Linked DNA regions of Lactuca sativa: region 1 is linked to region 2. The links are chromatin contacts, called in public Hi-C maps. All regions are on one chromosome and are shown on one strand. The core of a region is the stretch at or near the end of the contact, and the rest is flanking DNA. Distances in the headings are between cores, read along the strand shown.

What was found. Hi-C and Micro-C count contacts between places; a contact is called where the count stands out from the background.
Region 1: a contact with region 2 is called in a Hi-C map of leaf, with 5 times the contacts expected there. The contact joins the promoter of LOC111877160 here to the promoter of LOC111877125 in region 2. A contact is called at or near these places in 3 of 4 Hi-C or Micro-C datasets (bud and leaf).

Annotation. Positions count from the first base shown.
Region 1 is chr4:189,048,813-189,052,120 of Lsat_Salinas_v11, reverse strand. LOC111877160 (probable 2-oxoglutarate-dependent dioxygenase AOP1) reads left to right here and starts at 1,809. Exons shown (of 3, transcript XM_023873689.3): 1 at 1,809-2,235; 2 at 2,303-2,624; 3 at 2,702-3,147. The coding sequence starts at 1,862. The coding sequence ends at 2,947.
Region 2 is chr4:188,668,174-188,671,270 of Lsat_Salinas_v11, reverse strand. It overlaps LOC111877125 (pleiotropic drug resistance protein 1), which reads left to right and starts at 1,276. Exons shown (of 22, transcript XM_023873658.3): 1 at 1,276-1,999; 2 at 2,084-2,204; 3 at 2,283-2,371; 4 at 2,455-2,539; 5 at 2,622-2,781; 6 at 2,874-2,950; 7 at 3,035-3,097. The coding sequence starts at 1,629.

The DNA.
Region 1 (3,308 bases), core at 560-3,059, 380 kb before region 2:
TTTTTTTTTTTTTTTTTTTTTTGGTTTTAAAATTGCATTAGCATTTAAAGAAAGTATTACATAGACATAGTGGATAAATGAATAATAAGCCGTATCGCAACTCATTTTTAGATGACAAATTAAAGACAACATCTATAGATCTTGGGGTCATAACATTACTTTGCATAACCTGTTCGATCTATTGAGTAGTTTCACAGCTTCTGACGCAAGAAAACCGAAAGTATCAACTGCAAAATGTATAAACGTGTGTTGATTTTTTATTTATGTTTTCTCATGTTCTGCCACTTTACATGATACAACTTTTAAAGCAGTTTGCATCACTGTGAAAACCTCACTCCCCAAGCTCACAAGAGGGAAAGCTCATGTTAGATCAACGCATAGATGCTTCCCTCCAGCCCATCCAAATACTAAAACATCAGTTGGTCTAAGTGTTGATTTTCCTTCCAATGGGTCGGTTAGAAAGTTCGCAGATGCTTTTTCCTTGGCAGAAACCCCAGTGCGCCTAAATATATCGAAACGAATATCCCTAACCAAATCATATTGGTACTTCAAACCTGAGAGCTCTTTACAATGAACTGTGTGCTTCCAAAAAAATCCAAGTCTGCCTTGCGACAAACAGGGCAAGTCTCATCAGCTGGAACAAGTTGCAGGTTTCATGGAGAATCATTCCATAACGACGAAAAACAAATGTTCAATTTCCAACTTTTTTTAGTGTAATTATAAGAAATTAAGGTCATGTTTTTAAACATCATATCTCAATGTTCAAAACGAATTAATTATAAATCATTATACATTTTCATTAAAAAAATTACACGATAACTTGTCAGTAGCATTATTTTAACATATCTTTAAATATATCATTTGTCGCTAAATATCTTTTGTATTAAACATGTAAAAAATTTAACCTATGATCAGGTGTAAGCATCATGTTTGCCACTGAAGTATGCTGCTCTAATTAATGAGGGTGTGTCCACTTGATTAATATTTTACTGAATAAAATCAGAATGAAAAGATATAAGATAACATATCATTATATTGTATTCTTATTTCTATAAGTAAAATGAAAATGCTAAAGTAGATTATAATATTTACTTTATCATATAATAAATTAAAAGTGATGATAGCTCATGCAACCCGTGATGTGCGCTATGTTTGTAACAGGTGCAAGAATTGTTCATATCGTGAACTCATACACCTCGATATCATTACACACGAGTGAACTCTGTTTTTATACGCAAACTGTTGGTTCAGATATTGTAGGTCTATTGAAAAAATTAATGTAGTCAAAACAAGATCGAGATTCTGAGTTCTGACATGTATTATTGCAATTAGAACCATCATGATTTGATTAACATAGGGATGACACAATTATATAATCATACACCACGAATAGGACGCGCACAAAAACAATACCAAAAATCTAACATCATAAAAGGGGACCGTAGTAAACAACTTATCGTAACCGTGACAAATTTAACAATGTTTTTATGAGAAAATCAGCATCGCCTTTGTACTTTTTTATTTGAGAAATGATATTGATTAACGACCATGCATCAATCAAACAATTAATTAAGTCTTATTAGCTTATTAGCTTGAACTAAAGAGCAATTAGTCAACATCAAGCAATTAAAGGTACAATCATGTAGCTATTAAGTGACTCATGTGGTACCAAACTTCTATTTCGTTTTCCGGAATTGGACCACTAATGATAATGATGTTCTACCATATATGTACTTCAATACTTTAAAATTTCAGGACACAATATTTTAAACTATTTTCTGCATGCAATACTAGTTATATATCATAATGGTGTTAAAGAGTTTTAAACCCGTAGAGAACAAAATCAAACATCTACGATATAATGGGGTCCTTGACACAATCCAAACTTCCTGTTATCGACCTCACTCGTAAAAACATAAACCCTGCTTCAAGTTCTTGGATCACAAAGTGTGATGAAGTTATCCGTGGGCTTGAGGAATATGGTTGTTTCATAGCCATGTATGATGGAGTTTCTCAAGAACTCCATGACTCGATTTTCCTTGCATCACAAGACCTTTTTGATCTTCCTATTGAAACCAAAGTCCTAAACACTTCAGATACACCATCTCATGGTTATGTTGGGAAAGAACCCATAGTTCCTCTTTACGAAGGCTTAGGCATTGAGGATGCAACAACTACGAAAGGAGCTGAAAGATTCACAAAACTCATGTGGCCTTATGGGAATGAAAGTTTTAGGTATGCTTTCTTACTTTACGTTATATCCAACATCTACTAATAATTCATTTTTCACATTTTTTTTTAGTAAAAGTGCATTGATGTTCTCAAAGGCTGTAGCGGAATTAGATCAGATAGTTATGGGGATGGTAGCAAAAAGTTACGGAATAGAACAACACTATAAGTCTCTCTTTGGGTCGACAACTTATCTTCTTCGATTCATAAAGTACCTATGCCCTCAAGGCAATGGGCAAAATCTAGGTCTTGTTCCTCACACTGATAAGAGTTTCATGTCCATTCTTCATCAAAAACAAGTAAAGGGTTTGGAGATAAAGACAAAAGATGGACAATGGATTGAAGTTGATCCTTCTCCGTCATCATTCATAGTCATGGCAGGCGATGCTTGCATGGTAGGTAGCATACTAACTAGCTAGTATTAATAGTATTGTGAAAATCTGTGAAATTTATGATGTTTGCATTTTCATAGGCATGGACAAATGGAAGAATTGAAGCACCGTGTCATAGGGTGATGATGCAAGGAAATGAAGAGCGATTTTCATTAGGGTTATTTACGTTTATCAGGGATTTGAATATAGAGATTCCTCAAGAACTCGTTGATGAAGACAATCCTCTACAATTTGAGGCATTCGACAACTACAAATACATTCATTACTATTACACAGATGAAGGGAAGAGATCTAAGTGCCCCATCAAATCTTACTGTGGAATTTGAGTTGTATATTGTTCAAAATCAAGGTAGCACCGGATGTATGTTTGATCATATTATATGTTTCAAGTTGTTTCTTGTTTCCATGTAAAGTACAAATAATAAATATATATACAAGCTGCATGGATTGGCATTAGGCCTTGGGCCTCTTGGGGTCTGCCTGATTAATTAAATATCTTTTTAATTAAGCCTAAATTTATGCCCAATTAAGATAGCCTAAAACAACATTCCAAGCTCATCCATCTTAGCCTAATGTTTTATCCATATTGATAAACTAGTAATGCTTATGCTTATAAGGAAGAGATTTTTCTTTCTTGCTTCCAGTATTGGACAAGTCCTACAAGGCTAATTTCATTAAACAAAGTTT
Region 2 (3,097 bases), core at 27-2,526:
TATATAAAATGACGACACGATTTTTCTTTTATATATATATATATATATATATATATATATATATATATATATATATATATATATATATATATATATATATACCATCTATTAAACAACAAAGCCTACTCCTAGGTTTAATTTAATGTATAGAAATAAAATATAAATCTATTTATTTATTAATTATATATTTTATTCGGTTAAACCAAAAAGAATGAATTTTAACCAAAACCAAACTATATATATATATATATATATATATATATATATATATATATATATATATATATATATATATATATATATATATATATATATATATTAAACAACAAAGCCTATTCCTAGGTTTAATTTAATTTATAGAAATAAAATATAAATCTATTTATTTATTAATTATATAGTTTATTCGGTTAAACCAAAAAGAATGAATTTTAACCAAAACCAAACTATATATATATATATATATATATATATATATATATATATATATATATATATATATATATATATTAAGCAACAAAGCCTATTCCTAGGTTTAATTTAATTTATAGAAATAAAATATAAATCTATTTATTTATTAATTATATAGTTTATTCGGTTAAACCAAAAAAATGAATTTTAACCAAAACCAAACCAAATAAAATAACCTTATTTGGTTAACCAAACCAAATTAAGTGGAAACTAAATAAACCAAGCTAATTAAACCCAAACCTCATTCGATTCAGTTTCATAATTAAACCCAAACATCATTTTGGTTTTTTTTTCTCATACATAAGAGTATTCATAATGGTGAGTTCAATTGGAGAGTTGAATCTTGAATGAGGTGACAAACCCATGTGTCATTCAATGAATAAAACTCTATTATTATGATATGTCACCTTAACATTTAATAAATTTGGAGTTCAATGACTATTTTTTGTAACATTTTATTGAACTTTGTAGAGTTCAATGCATTGTAGAGAAAAAAAATAATAGATTTCTATGGATTATAGAAAAATGATGTGACGATCTATTGAATTTTATGGAGCTCAATGCAGCGTGAATGCATGTTAACATGTACATAATGACATGTTTTTAGTGCTATTTTAAAACATTTTCAGAATTGGATTCGACTACTTTGACTAACGAAGGTCTGTTAAGTACTGAAACAGGCATATTATATATTTCATTTCTGATTTAAAAGCAATAGTACAAGGGACTGATTCTACAATTTATTCATTTTATTACGATGTTTTGTTCTGGAACAAAAGGAAGAAGTATCTTCCAACAATAATTCAAACTTAGCCGCCTGAGGCTGCGCTGTTCTTTCCCATTCATTTAGCATAGCCGCCTCAAATCCTTTAAAAAGAAGATTTGCTTTCCTTACAAAATATACACCTTGATACAACACACACACCCCTCCTGTATCATCTTCAATCTCCCCTCTCCCATATACAGATTTGTATCTTTACAGACTACAACATCTACGAGATACACTTTCTCTCTCTTCCCCATATTCAAGAAAATATCACACTGTTCTTCCACTTTCATCAAAAAACCCCACCAGGCTTTTAATTCCTTCAGGGGAGTTCATACAAATTTTGGATTCTTGGCCAAAAATTTGGGGGTTTTGATTAGCGTTTTCAGTAACAATGGATGGAAGTGACATATACAAAGCGGTTAATAGTATAAGGTTAGGGAGTTTAAGAGCAGGGAGTACACGAGTACCAAGTTTAAGATCTGGAAGTACTTCAGTATGGAGGAATTCCGGCATGGATGTTTTCTCGAAATCTTCCCGCGAAGACGACGATGAAGAAGCTCTTAAATGGGCTTCTCTTGAAAAGCTACCAACTTTCGATCGTTTAAAGAAAGGTTTACTTTTTGGATCAACTGGACCATCTAACGAAGTTGATATCGACAATCTTGGAGTAGAAGATCGAAAGCATTTACTCGATAGGCTTGTCAAAACTGCCGATGAAGATAATGAGAACTTCTTGTTGAAGCTCAGGGCCAGACTCGACAGGTTACCATTTTCCCTCTTTATTTATTTATTTTTTTCATTTCTTGATTTCAATCGTGATCGTTATTTTTTGTGGGAATTTTGTAGAGTTGGGATTGATTTGCCGACAATCGAAGTTAGATATGAACATGTCACTGTCGAAGCAGATGTTAACACTGGTAGTCGAGCTTTACCTAGTTTCATCAACTTCCACATTGACTTTTTCGAGGTAAGAATTCAATCAAAGTCAGATTTGATCTATTTAATACTTTACTTAATTTTTTCTGTTCATTTTTATGTCTCATAGGGGTTATTGGCTAGATTCAATCTACTTCCGAATTCAAAGAAACATATAACCATTCTCGATGATGTTAGTGGTTGCATTAAATCTAGCAGGTGATAAAAACAATCTTATTTTTTTTTATTAAAATTATATATTAAATTAATTGTACTCATAATCTTTAACAAAACTTATGTAGAATGACATTACTTTTGGGTCCACCGAGTTCTGGGAAGACGACCCTCTTGCTAGCTTTGGCTGGGACACTCGACAAATCGCTTAAGGTAAATTTACATCTTTACCCTTTGTGGATCTTTATCGTCACCCTTCTAGAACTTCAAGTAATTGGTTTTTTCGTAAATATAGAGTTCTGGTAAGGTGACTTACAATGGGCACGAGTTGCATGAATTTGTACCCGAAAGAACTTCAGCTTACATCAGTCAAAATGATGTCCACATCGGAGAAATGACTGTGAGAGAAACATTAGCTTTTTCAGCAAGATGCCAAGGAGTTGGTTCACGTTATGGTTGGTTTCAAATTATTTTTCTGTTTTCGTTCATTATTCTTTTTTGAAATTTATAAAGTTTTGTATAACATAATTTGTACAAAAAATTACAGAGATGTTGGCTGAATTGTCAAGAAGAGAGCGAGATGCAAACATAAAACCTGATCCCGATATTGATGTCTTCATGAAGGTAGCAAAAGATTGAATACAAAACAAGTTTTTTTTTTTAATCTTTCATGATCGAAATTCAAAATCTTTATTGTTTTTCATTCAGGCTGCTGCGACTGAAGGTCAAGAAGCTAGTGTAGTAACCGATTATACTCTCAAGCTATTGGGA